3 separate regions of the Mus musculus genome follow, and regions 1 and 3 are each linked to region 2. Evidence: chromatin contacts called from public Hi-C and HiChIP or PLAC-seq data. All regions are on one chromosome and are shown on one strand. Each heading gives the region's core, a stretch centred on a gene start, on an enhancer-like site or on the middle of the called end of the contact. The rest is flanking DNA. Distances are from core to core; before and after follow the strand shown.

Region 1 (4,487 bases), core at 448-2,947, 890 kb after region 2:
TCCTGGAAGCCCACTGACAGTTTTTGTCCTAGTCTGAGCTTTACCTCTGGCTTCCCGCAGAGCCTCTGAGATAATCTGTATTCACTGATAGCAAGATACACGAAAAATGCTCTTCTGTGTGCCTCATGGCTCCTCTCAGTTTGGATGGCCTACCCAAACCGATTTACCTGTCTGGCAGTAGATTTTATTTTGGATATAAACATTATAAGCCAGATTGCTGTTTTAACTACTTAAAAAAAATCATTAAAAGCAATTTTTTTTTCATTTCAGAAACGTGCTTTTTTACTTTCTGAAAAGTTGTCTTTATGCATAGCATTCATAAAAGCCATGTTAGAAGCAAGGGCAGCTTTTTGTAGCAGAAGGTAAGGCAGTATGTAGAGGGAACTCTCAAGGAGGTGTGTGATTCAGAGTCCTGCATTCACAACAACCTGGGCTTGCTTTCAGCTCTCCTGGAAGGGTTCCTGCAATGTCTCTTGTCTCCTTAATATGGTGCTGATAAATTCATTTGGCAACTAAGGAGTCAGTATTCCATAGGGATGAAACATTCACCTTCAGGATGAGTTTCACGGACTCGGCTAGTTTGAGAATCAGCAGTGACTAAATTTAATGAAAATACATAGCAACGAGAGCAGGAGGCAACACTGCTTCTGGCCCGCCATTCCGTTTGTGCTCTAGGCGTTTGTCACGCCATTTCCCCCAGTTTGGATTTCACTTCATATCTGAAGTGAAACTTTATAAAAACCAGTTCTGTATTTTATTGGAGTTGGGGAAACATGGAGCCTTTGTTTTGCCAACAGTGATGTACACAGTGCTCATGTCACATTTACATGCCCATTAGAACTAACATCATCCTGAAGTCCTCTGGCTCCGCTCCTGTCTTTGTGGAGGAGTGCAGTGGCTGCCTGTCTTTAGTCAGGGCAGGGGACACGCCTTGCGGGCACAGAGCTTGTTACACAGGCGTAAGGACCAGCACCCACGTAAAACATGGGATGTAGTGGCAGTGCTTGAAGTCCTCCTGCTGGGAGGTGGGGACAGGAGGACCCTGGGGAGTCACCGACTAGCCAGTCTAGTCTTAATATATGGTGGAGGAGCTGAAGGGATGACTTGGGACTTAAGAACACTTGCTCTCCCTGCAAGGAGTCCTGTGTTTGGTTTCCAGGTCCCACATTGGGCAGCACACAACCTTTGTACCTTTAGTTCTGGCTGATCTCATGTCCTCTTCTTGTCTCTGGAGGCCTCTATAAAATAGTATCCACGCATACACACACTCATACAGACAAGTGAAGATAAATCTTTAAAGATGGGGTGGAGGGCAGTGGAGGAAGGCATCAGTATGGACTTTTTTGACATCCACACATGCAGTACACACACACACACACACACACACACACGTACTCTTTTTTTTTTTTCCTTGATGTTGCTTGTTTAAGTAACTGCTAGTATGATGGATCACCAGACCTTTTAGGCATATCCAGCCTGAGGTCCACAGGCCGCATGTGTCTTAGTCCCAGGGTCATTTGTAGACCATGTCACCATGCCAAAAAGTTGCCAGTGATTCCAGTAGCTCTCTGTCTTGGAGCCGTTTTCATAATAACGTCCTTCTGTTAGCCAGCTTTCTCTCTACGGAGTTAATGCTTCTTCGTAAGTGCAGAGGTTGGTCATTACGGCTCAGTGTGGGAGCAAATGCCTGTAATATGTCTGTAGTCCATGACTCACTCGCAAGGTTGATTCCAGGCGTGCTTGAGCTTGAGGCCGGTCTGGGTAGTGCTGGAATTATTTTATTCTTCATTTTTGAAATAGTCATATAGTAATCTCCCGAGTAATGGTTTGAGGATTTGTGATTAAGTCAGGGCCTCTCACTGAGCCTGGAACTCACAGAATGGGTAGCACTACCTGGTCAGCAAGCCCCAAGACCCTTCTGTCTCTGCCTCCCCAGCCCTGGGATTTATAGGCATAGACTTCTGCATGGTTTTTAATGTAGTTATTGTTGATCTGAACCCAGGTCCTCATACTCACCTACCAAGCGCCTTATCAATTGAGCTACCTTCCCGGCCCTACCAGTCTGTTCTTAACTTCGTCTTTCCATGTCTTAAGAGTTGTAGTTTTTTGGTCTCTGAACTGATGAATCAGCAACAGCTTTTCTTAGTCTTCGAACTGAGCTCACTGTTTTCAAGAGCCTTGATTGTTTCCTATCTGCTTAAAATAGCGTCCTCCAGATAACCCGCCACCACCAAGGTTGGGAAATCTTGGTAGGGTGGTTTGTTTGTATGCTGCCTGCCTAGATTCCCTAACCTTGATTACTTCTCTTAGCACCCATTTGCACGCTATCTTTTGTCATTAAAATATCAAATTAGAACTCCTCAGTTATGTAAATAATTTCATTTACCTAAGAAAACTGGGAGATCAGAAAACCTATGCAGGACCCCTACCGGTGACCTCTGTTTGAACAAAGGCTCCCGGGTCTGTGTAATCAAACCTTGCAGTGAATTGAGATCATTGGAGATAGCTGAAGTAATCTGAGATGTTTGCTAGCATAAAACGTGGTGGTCAGGGTTTCTATCTACTAAGTAACCAAGCAGTGTTTCTGAAGCAGTCCATGACTTGCTTAGATTCACCCAGAAGTGTTTGAATTCTGATAAATTTTGGGATTTAACAGCAAAAATGAGTATTTTGGATAGTTCCTGTACATTCTTTCTTTTCAATATGTAAGTAACTTTGAGTTTTTTTAAATTGAGAAATTGCTTTATTAAAGTTAAAAGAAAAAATCCCTGCCACACATCTGGTCAAAAGTTCTAGCCATAAAAGAAAGAAGGCGGTGGGAGCTGACCCAGCCCCATTAGCACAAGTGTCCAAAGCAAGTGGAATTTTTATTTGTTCGGTTGGCACTCCGTTCTCGTGGAACACGCCTTACTTTTTTGCACAGCTGAATTGCGTATGGATCTTAGATTTTATTTTTAGAGAATCAGTTGCCGGTCCTTTTCTGCATTTAAATTCTGTTTTGTAGGAGCCCGAGCGGGCTCAGGGAAGGGGAGGCCTGCTCCCTTCTGCTCTCTTCCAGCTTGTGCACTCTAGGACTGGGAGACAACTGGCCGTCTTGGCAGGAGCTCTGTGTGTGCAGTGAGCTGGGCGGTCTGGAGAGGGGCAGGCCCGAGCTCATTCCATTCCTTCTTTAGCAAGGAGCCTGGGAGGCTGGCACAGGCCCGCCTGTTTCAACTGACATTTCACTCCCTGAATGGGGCTTTGTCTTCATACTGAAACATAACTTTTTCATACACACGCTCTAAGCGGTCGTTAGTCGGCTTAGGGAAACCTGTACGTTGCCCTCACCTTTTACATTCTTGAGATTTCTTCAGTGTGTTGATAAGGCCTTCAGTTAACCCTTAGTGAAACAGTGCTTTAATTCATATCAGTAGAGATACTTCTTTGGCACAAGTTAGAAAATGTCAAGTGGAGGAACTAATTAATGTCTGCCCACAGTTCTAACCCCCCAGTGCCTCAAGATGGAGCTAGGCCGTGATTATTGTGTAAGATCATGGGAGAGAGCTGTGATCTACTAAGATGGTAAAATTCAGCGTTCTCCTTCTTAAACACTTCTTGACCCTGCTGGTCTGGCGAATGAATTTTCACTTAATTATTTCCTCCCCGAGACCCCGTCTTTCTCTTCTGAGTTCCTTGGCCGCCTGGCACATGGTAGGAACTTCATGTTGGTCACATGCATTAGGCCAAGTGGCATTCTTGTGAGCTCTACATTATTTCCAGCCAAACTCAAGATTCAATAAACAGCATGAGGTGCTGCTGTTGACGAGGAAGATAAAGCATGCGGTAGTTTTCAAATCTCTGATAGGTCACCGCTGAGGACTGAATTCGGACTGACAGGGAATCTATTTCTTTCCCAAAGCGTTTTTTTCTTAATTTGTCACTTTTGTTTTTTGTTTTTTTTATTTTTGGTTTTTCGAGACAGGGTTTCTCTGTGTAGCCCTGGCTGTCCTGGAATTCACTCTGTAGACCAGGCTGGGCTCGAACTCAGAAATCCACCTGCCTCTGCCTCCCAAGTGCTGGGATTAAAGGCGTGCCCCACCACACCCGGAAATTTGTATAAACTTAAAACTGGCTTATGATTCAGAACTCAGGATCCGATACTTCCCGCTTAATATTTTAACATTAGTATTGTATTCCCAGTTATCTCATGATATCTGTCCTACTATTAATACAGGATATCATTTTAGTGTGAGTATAGTCTGCGCAACGTAGGGAGATGCTGTGGTACGACGTATAGTAACTTTGTGGTGTTTGTGGTGGAGCGCTGCAGAGTTCTCTTCCGTTGCAGGCTTTTCCTTCTTTGTCTTCGTGGGATTCACTCACCTGTATCCCCTGAGCCTCCTTAATCGGCTCCTCAGCCTTTAGTTGGGTTCTTCAGGTCAACCATGTTGCTTCTCTGTCATAGTCAAGGGTTGACCAACTTCAGACAGTGTGTAACTTCCCCTTAA
Region 2 (3,960 bases), core at 793-3,292:
TATCTAATGACTTCTTTTGTGATTGGGTTACCCCACTAAGGATGATATCCTCCAGATACATCCATTTGTCCAAGAATTTCATAAATCCATTGTTTTTAATAGCTGAGTAGTACTCAATTGTAGGACCCCCAATGGAGAAGCTAGAGAAAGCACCCAAGGAGCTGAAGGGGTCTGCAACCCTATAGGTGGAACAACAATATGAACTAACCAGTACCCCCAGAGCTCATATATCTAGCTGCATATGTAGCAGAAGATGGCCTAGTTGGCCATCACTGACAAGAGAGGTCCCTTGCTATTGCAAACTTTATATGCCCCAGTACAGGGGAATGCCAGGGCCAAGATGCGAGAGTCGGTGGGTAGTGGAGCAGGGCAGAAAGAGGGTATAGGGAACTTTTGGGATAGCATTTGAAATGTATATAAAGAAAATATCTAATAAAAAAAAGAATTAAGAAAAATTATCCTTTGCAGTCTGATGAGCTCACCAGCAGATACACAACTGTAGACAGTGAGTCTATCTTTCCCAGAATCTTTTAGTAGCCATATATATCCCCCCCCAATATAACTAATTGTTGACAGGACCACACTTGCACAGGCCCAGTGTAGGTAACAGCAGCTCCTATGAGTTCAAGATTCATGATTGCGTCATTTTTAAAATGGATGGCACTTTACACATTTTCCCCCTATCTTCTGACTTTTGTATTCTTTCCAGTCCTCTTCCATGATATTCCTCATACTTCAAATGGCAGTTCAGGCAAGCTCTCAATAATTTATTCTTTATTCTCAGCAGTTCTGGTCCTCTGCATCCACCTCTGTCCACCTGGGTCAACCCTGGCCTCATCTTCTCTTCCCCATTCATACATCTGGGCACACTACCTACTTTTAATGAAATGAAATTTGTCATTTTATAATATCACTGGAAAAAGTAAGAGGCTCTTGGTGGTTAAAGTGGAGAGAGGACATAATGAATATGAAGGAAATATGTAGGAAACACTCATCATATTTGCCAGAACTTCAATAAACTTATGTTTTAGAAATCAAATATATATTGATTTTAGTAATGTTCACACATTCATTCTTCCTTCTCTTGGATTTTTGTTTATTTCTTTTCACAGTCCCTTAGAAGATTAATAAAGCAATCTAAAATTACAAATTGAAGCTGTCTAAATCAAAGTCTTAATCCTACAATTAAGACCTACTTTAGAATTTAAGAAATGTAATAATTATCTTGATAGGATCAATGTAGTCAAAGAATAAACATATGTAGTTCTCGACACATCAAATTTCAAGTCATTCTCATATTAAGATGACCTATTTTAGAACAAAATGCTCTAATCTGCTCAGTAGTAGTTTTTAAATCCATACTGGATACCTCACCTCAGCGATGAGTTTTTTTTTTTCTTGTCTCACTTACATTGTATGTCTTCCTTTTGGAATTTAAAATGTAAACTGAGCCATGCTACAATGTTAAAGAAGTTATCTGAGCAAATAAAAACTATTGAATTGAGAAACTCCAAATCAGAAGTTGAAGTTCCCTGAAGGTTGGGGAGGAGAAGTTTTTATAAGATGAATATGGAAGCCACACAAGAAAACATTTGATTGACTCTAAAGTTTGATTCACATAGTCTACCCCTCTGGGAAGTTTCTAGTTATGTTATTATAACTCAGTCGACTGCTTCACATTGGTTGAGTGTAAGTTATGTTTTTCTTTAATATAGGTCCTGACATTACATAACTCAAGTTAAAATTTGTATGTGTTTGCAAATTAAGCCAAGTTAAGATTGCATGTAAGGTCTTGTTAGCTACACAGGGGTTTTTCAGGCCTGGTTTGTATTTCAATTTACCTTAACAGGAATTTCTTTTCGTCTGAAGGAAGACTGTTTTGCGGGGAAAGGTTCTACTGGGAAGGCAATTAGGACAACATTGCATGAGTTTTCCAGATGGAGTCTCTCAAAAAAATCTCTCAAAGCCACAGGTGAAGGAAACTGGAGCATAAAGAGATCCCAGAGGGAGAAGTAGAGATTTGAATATAGGGCTGCTGTAATGGTGTATCTCTCCAAGAACATCTCCAAAGCAGAGGACTGCTGCAGACCCACTGAACTTCCTCAGGGCATCCCAGCCCCTGTCAACTCCCAATGAATTCTGTGACTTTAACTTTTGAATCCTTATTTACTGAAACATCTATGATAATACCCTTCTATGAAGTTGTCCCTTTTCCTCTATGCAAAATGGCCTTTAGTAACTGACTACTATATGGCACTGTATCATTCAAGATTCACTTCAAGGCTTACTGTGTGGAATCCTTTTGACTCAACCCACAATGGGCAGCTTTACAGTTTTAGCTACTTTACGATCTTGCACAAATTATGTTAAGTGGATGTCACAGTGTGTTGGAATGATTTGGACCTAATCTGGCATTTCATGGAGGGTTGGACATCCTATTTGGCATTATATGCTTAGACTTAAGCTCAATAAATATTAGCAAGTGAATTTGTGTTGAAGAAATGAGTGAATCAATCTATGCTTGAGAAATAAGACACTAGCAGATGCCAAAAGAACATTATTTTCGCCTCTAGAGGTTATGGTCTGTGACAAAGAAGCTTATCTGTGGACAGGAGTTGAATTCATAGAACCCTGCCTCATTTGGCATGCTTAGATAGCAGTGTGACAGGAAATGACTAGAGAAATTTGAGCAGGATGGTGTAGTAGCCTCTTTTACCACCTAGAAATGCTGACAGCTCACCATATTTCCTAAAATCAGCAACAAAATCCAAGTATGAATATCACTCAGTGGAATGTTATGGTTAGGTCAAAGGAACAGTATTCAGATGGGAAAATATCCAAAAACAATGGTCTGAAGAAGTAATTCTTCTCCTTAAAATAAAATTGTTTCCAGAGGCTGTGGCTTGCAGGGCAATAGCATCAGCTGATCAGCATTGGGTAGAAGATTAGAGCCCCAACACACACACACACACACACACACACACACTCATGAGAATTTGCCATCTGTGATGGCATTTCTAAAAGGATAGTGATCCAGGTTTGACTTTACCTCTTCTGGTGATGGGCATCTTTATTTAGGAGCAAGTCCATTTTACTTTAGATTATTTGCATGGTTGGAGCCAAAATCTGCCTGTACCCAGTGACTCTGCTTCCTCTGTCCAGAGCTACAAGGAATCTAATTGGGTTCTGTATAAAAGCTTCTCATGGATTTCAATGCACCAATCGTTTCCCCCAAAGCTCCTTTTCTCCAAGATTAGAAACACTCCGTTTCATAGAATAATTCCTTGTAGGCTGTTGGCTTAAAAGCATTCAGTCCTCCTTGGTCATAGTCCAATGGACACACTCTGGTGCAATCTCTAAATGTGAAAGAGCTTTGTTAATGTGCCTAAGCATTGCAGCCCACAAGGATGCAGATTTTTACTTTATGCATACAAAATACTTCATTATTACAGCCAGATATTCCAATATATTCAGTGAATAAACAGATCTTTTGACTGTGTGCCACAAATGGGGTGGGGGGGTAGGATGGAAAGGCAAGTGAAACTGTATTTGCACCAAGAAGACAACAACCTAATACAGATTTAAAAGTGTCCTCTCACATGATATTATCTAAGTCTATAATTGACAGAAAACTATGCATGATCATTAAGTAATGAATATTTTCAGCTTTTAAGAAACCATGGATCAATATTAGATGCCATGATATGGAGCAAAAGCACCTTTAAAAAACCACTGCTGTTGTTTCTAAAACCTAAATGTTGAACTGTGTTCAATCCTTCCTAATTTCACTGTGTCAATCTTGCTTTTATGGAAACATAGCAAGTACTTGTCAATTTCTATCCTGTCACTAAGACTGTTAGTTTTAGTCTTTGGATCAGCTCTAGGTCCAAGTGAAACAGGAACACAGACTTTCTGTAGACAAAATGGTTTCCGTTCTGTTTTCCCAGCAGAAATATGTGC
Region 3 (4,414 bases), core at 1,212-3,711, 910 kb after region 2:
CAGGCCCCCTTTAGCATCCGTTGCTTGCCTGTCTCTCCACCTTACCCACACCCACACACACCCACCCCCCTCCTCTGTGATCTTCCCAGCTGCTACAGATGTCTTTGGTCCGAGGCCATTTTTTATTTCATTAGAGCTGTTTCAAATATACAGGCTAAAGTGTTCATGGAGAAGATGCTCATGCAGTCACATGGTACACATGGTATTTCTTATTGTCTCCTATATTGATGCCTCAGAGTACTTTTTTGGTTTTTCGAGACAGGGTTTCTCTGTGTAGCCTTGGCTGTCCTGGAACTAACTCTGTAGACCAGGCTGGCCTCGAACTCAGAAATCTGCCTGTCTCTGCCTCCCAAGTGCTGGGATTAAAGGCATGCGCCACCACTGCCGGTAGAGTATTTTTAATATGTCATCTTAAAACATAATGATTTATTTCCCCTATGACTGTAGCTTCTGAGTTCCTGAGGCAGTACAACTGACGATGTGTATTTTAATGTTGTTATGTTATGGAGACGTGAAGAGACTTGTTTAGCAGCTAGAACACTGTCTTTAACTACTGCTATTTTATTCTGATAGTTGACATTATTTTTGAGGTTAAAAAAAATGGTATCAGTGTGTAAGAGGAACAGAGAGATAGCTAAGATGAAAAAGATAGGTTTGAGAATGCAGGGAGAGTGAGTGTTTTCTGACTAGAGAGGATACATTGTCCTGTTAGTTTTGGAGCTACTGTCTTGATTAATCTCACTGATGTCACTGTGCCCTGCCTGTTTCGGTGTTTTTGTTTGTTTGTTTGTTTTGTTTTTGTTTTTTTTTTTTTTAGGTGAACCCCTGAGGGCATACATTTCTACTCAGGTGGCAGAAATGCACACTGTAGAACATGGTATATGAGGGAGTCACACTGTATAACATGGTAAATGAGAAATGCACAGTGTAGAACATGGTATATGAGGGAGTCAAGGGACTCCCTGGGATTAAAGGCGTGTACCACCCCTGCCTGGGCGGGAATTTTAAACACTCTCCACTTCTAGGAAATATGGTTTGTGTAGTGGGACTCTAATTTAGAATAAAATTCATTCCATTTCCAGTTGCTTTAACTTATTAGAAGAAGTTGTCTCCCACTTGCCACTGTGGTGGTTTAAAATGAAAACGAAAATGTGGGACTGGAGAGATGGCTTAGAGGTTAAGAAGTTGTGAATTCAATTCCCAGCAACCACGTAGTGACTCACAACTATCTATGTATAATGTGATCTGACATCTTTCCTAGTGTGCATGAAGACAGCATACTTATATAAAATATAAATATAAAATATATATATATATATATATATACACATATATATCTATAAGTCTTATTTATGTTTGTCAATGGCTGCATAGTTCAGGCTTTAGAAATCTGTATTGGGGGCTGGAGAGATGGCTCCAGAGGACCTGAGTTCAATTCCCAGCAACCACCTGATGGCTCACAAGCATCTATAGTGGGATCTGATGCTCTCTTCTGGTGTGTCTGAAGACAGCTACTGTATACTCATATAAATAACAAATAAATAAATCTTAAGAAAGAAGGAAGGAAGGAAAGAGAAAGAAATACTGTATTGGATTCTTTTCCATCTAAAATTTCCACCCAGTAAATTGTTCTCCTATATCTTTTGCTTTGAGTTTTAACGTATTTTTAAGGCTATAAAGTTTCAAGTAAAAGATTTGTTAAGAACTGAAGATCCCTTCCTTGAGAATTCTAGTATAGGAAAGGAAACACCTTCCTTGCCCCGTCTCAGTCTCTTCCCTGACCAGTTCCTCCTTTCTCTTTTGACAAATTGCTTTGTAAATATTTCCATATACATTTTGTATAGGAAGTTAGCATTCATACCCAAGGCTCACAATAACGTTTGCCTCTTAGTTCTGGTAGCTCTTTGTCTAAAGGTTGCTCAACCACTTTACTGACTGCCCCTAGGGCTTATCTTATTTTGATTTTCCTTAATGTTTCTGATTCCTAGAATGCTTAGCCTGGCACCAAAGGAAGCACCCAATTATTGTGCTAAAAAGGAAGCAGGGGGTGGTGGGTCACACCTGTAAAGCCAGGATTCTGGAGGCCTAGGCAAAAGGAACCCAAGATCTGGGGCAGCTAGGGATATCCAGTCTCCCCAAACAAAACTGAAAGCAGCCGCTAACTCTACCACCAAAAAACAAAACAAAACAAAACAAAAGGTGCTGCTTTTCCCTGTGGCCAGCTCAGCTTTTTCTTTTTGACCTGTGATATGACAACCCTTTACTAGAGCCCATGAAAGCACAGCCTGATGATACATTTGGAAAAGGATCGTGGCATTTCTTGAGTTCCTATGTAATTCCACAGGTCACTGCACAGTTTCCAGTTCAGCACGTCAAATGCCTTGAGTTAGGGACCAGTCAGAGCCCTCAGGTTGGGAATTTGCAAGCTTTCTGTTGAGTCACTAGGAGAGGCGCCTTCCTGGGTTTGTGCCTAATCAAGCACAGCTGTTAAAAGGCGGAGCCTGGGCCTGGGGCAGCTGTAGAAGTGACCTGGAGGCCACTAAGTCTTCCCTTGCTTGCTTCTGAGGTCTTCTGAGTTGCCTGGAGCTGTCTTAACTGGGACAAACCTGCTGAAGAAGTTTGTGCCTTTACCAAAACCACGGTTTCGAAAGCCTAGTGGCCAGAGTGCAGCTGCCTCAGGCCACCTTTGTATTGAAGCAGCTGGGATGCCATGATAACAGGCTGGCTGGTCCCCCTAGGTGTAACTGCTTACAAGCACCAGGAAAGGACCTGTGACAGCTGTCAACCAAGAGGTCACGTCTTCTGGCCCTTCTACAGCTTGGCTTATTTATTTGTTTTTTTAAAAGTATACATGAAAGAGTGCTTGCACCGAACAGACTTATAAACATTGTTAGCACTGTCACATTACCTAGACCCCTCACATAACTTAGACCCCTCACCTCTGATCTGTCTTACCGTCGAGGGCAAGAGCTTTGTGTCTCTCTCAGAGGATACATTTGGGGAGGCCATTTTGACAAGCACATTGAGTAATAATGCAGGCAGAACAACTGGGGAACTCTGAGCTGGTTAAATATTACGGCAGCGTCACCGGGGCCTAGCAACTTAATTTTCAACTTTAAACCATCAGAAAAGCCATCAAATGCAAAAAGCGTGTGCTGGTAAACAAATTAATTTTCGGAAGTCAGGTTGAACACAAAGATGTGATTTTGGGGGGGTATTAGGCAAAGCTATAAAGTGACAATGACAAGGGTTCTTCATCTCCGGCTGAACTCTGTGAACTGAATTCTAAGGACGGAGTCTGAGGATTGGAGGACAGAGAGTGGTGGCCCCCACGCCAGAACAGCGGAAAACGTTGCATTTGTAGGGCAAATGTTTACAAGCCTGGATTTTGATAACGGATGTATTCGTCATTGAATTGTATCTTTAGCTTTTTAACCACAAACATATTCTGAACATTGTTGAGCCACATGTTGGCATGTAATTTGGAACAAGAGGCTATTGAAAGCAGCAAAAATGACCAGTGCCTTTTTAAGTTATTTAAATTCATTCTGAAATCTCCACTTTCTCAGTTAGCCTGGCCACATTCCAGCTGCTCAGCGGCTGGGCGCAATTAGATGCTACTGTGTTGGGCAGTGGGAATTGAGAGAATTTCAGGCTAAGAGAAACTGCTTTGGATAGTGCTTTATAAGGTCAAAAGCTACAGTGGCTCTTCTTATTATTGTAAAAAGTAAAAAATGTAGCCAAAGACATGGAAAAGGAAATAAAGTAGGATTAGGTGACTGCCCTGCCCCCACCCCCTAACCCTCTGCTGCCTGCCTCCCCTTCCTGGTTTTAGTCTTAAAGGAGAATGATAGGAAGATGGTTGAAAGTCAGTTTCCTGCCATGTAGGGTTAAGCCGGTGGCTGGCACACACTCAGGACCTTGCCCGATAGCTTTACTGTTTGTAAATTTCACCTGCTACAGATCTCAAGTGCTCCGCCCTTCATGGTAACTGGACCTCAGTCTTGTTCAGAAATCGTGGGTTTTCACCCTCTGGCTGGCTGTCCCCTTGTGTTTGTGATGCTGTTTAAACTAACTTCTCTCCCTCCTCCCCCTCCCCCTTTTTCTGTTGTTTCTTCCAGAGCCTCACTTGTTCCCTCTGGTTTTCTTTTTTTCCCCTGTGAGGGTCTGAATGGACAGGACAGAGTTGTTGAATAAGCGTGTAGCTGCTCCATCTCCACCTAGCCGGCCTTTGATAGGTGCCTGTGTGTGCTGCCTACCCTCTCGAAGACCTTGTCTTAGAGGAGGTCCTGAGTTAAAGAATTTTAAGGTTAGGTTAACATGGGAGAGTTACAGCGAATCTAAACGTCTGCCTTAACTTTCTAAACGTGGGCATTGATGTGAAAAGAGTACAAGTCACTTGTCAGTTCTGCTC

Evidence for each region. Hi-C and Micro-C count contacts between places; a contact is called where the count stands out from the background. HiChIP or PLAC-seq counts read pairs in DNA pulled down with a chosen protein or histone mark.
Region 1: a contact with region 2 is called in a Hi-C map of adipose-derived mesenchymal stem cells, with 3 times the contacts expected there. The contact joins two enhancer-like sites. A contact is called at or near these places in 1 of 484 Hi-C or Micro-C datasets (adipose-derived mesenchymal stem cells), 1 of 115 datasets of contacts at active chromatin or transcription factors (pancreatic cancer cells) and 1 of 9 other capture datasets (embryonic stem cells).
Region 3: an H3K27ac HiChIP or PLAC-seq map of embryonic fibroblasts shows a contact between it and region 2, with 8 times the contacts expected there. The contact joins two enhancer-like sites. A contact is called at or near these places in 3 of 484 Hi-C or Micro-C datasets (adipose-derived mesenchymal stem cells, embryonic fibroblasts and myocytes) and 2 of 115 datasets of contacts at active chromatin or transcription factors (astrocytes and embryonic fibroblasts).

The regions. Positions count from the first base shown.
Region 1 is chr8:44,977,119-44,981,605 of GRCm38.p6, forward strand. All of the region lies in intron 1 of Fat1 (FAT atypical cadherin 1), which reads left to right. Among named protein-coding and RNA genes, the nearest start is that of Fat1, 29 kb to the left of the region's middle. Within about 2 kb of position 1,698, at least 54 of the 459 cell types and tissues checked have an H3K27ac peak or open chromatin away from gene starts, as enhancers often do. A contact at or near this core is called in adipose-derived mesenchymal stem cells, where this site is marked.
Region 2 is chr8:44,090,964-44,094,923 of GRCm38.p6, forward strand. No RefSeq gene overlaps it. Among named protein-coding and RNA genes, the nearest start is that of Gm45488, 390 kb to the left of the region's middle. Within about 2 kb of position 2,043, at least 29 of the 459 cell types and tissues checked have an H3K27ac peak or open chromatin away from gene starts, as enhancers often do. A contact at or near this core is called in adipose-derived mesenchymal stem cells and embryonic fibroblasts, where this site is marked.
Region 3 is chr8:44,999,295-45,003,708 of GRCm38.p6, forward strand. The region is part of intron 2 of Fat1 (FAT atypical cadherin 1); the gene reads left to right. Among named protein-coding and RNA genes, the nearest start is that of Fat1, 51 kb to the left of the region's middle. Within about 2 kb of position 2,462, at least 113 of the 459 cell types and tissues checked have an H3K27ac peak or open chromatin away from gene starts, as enhancers often do. A contact at or near this core is called in adipose-derived mesenchymal stem cells and embryonic fibroblasts, where this site is marked.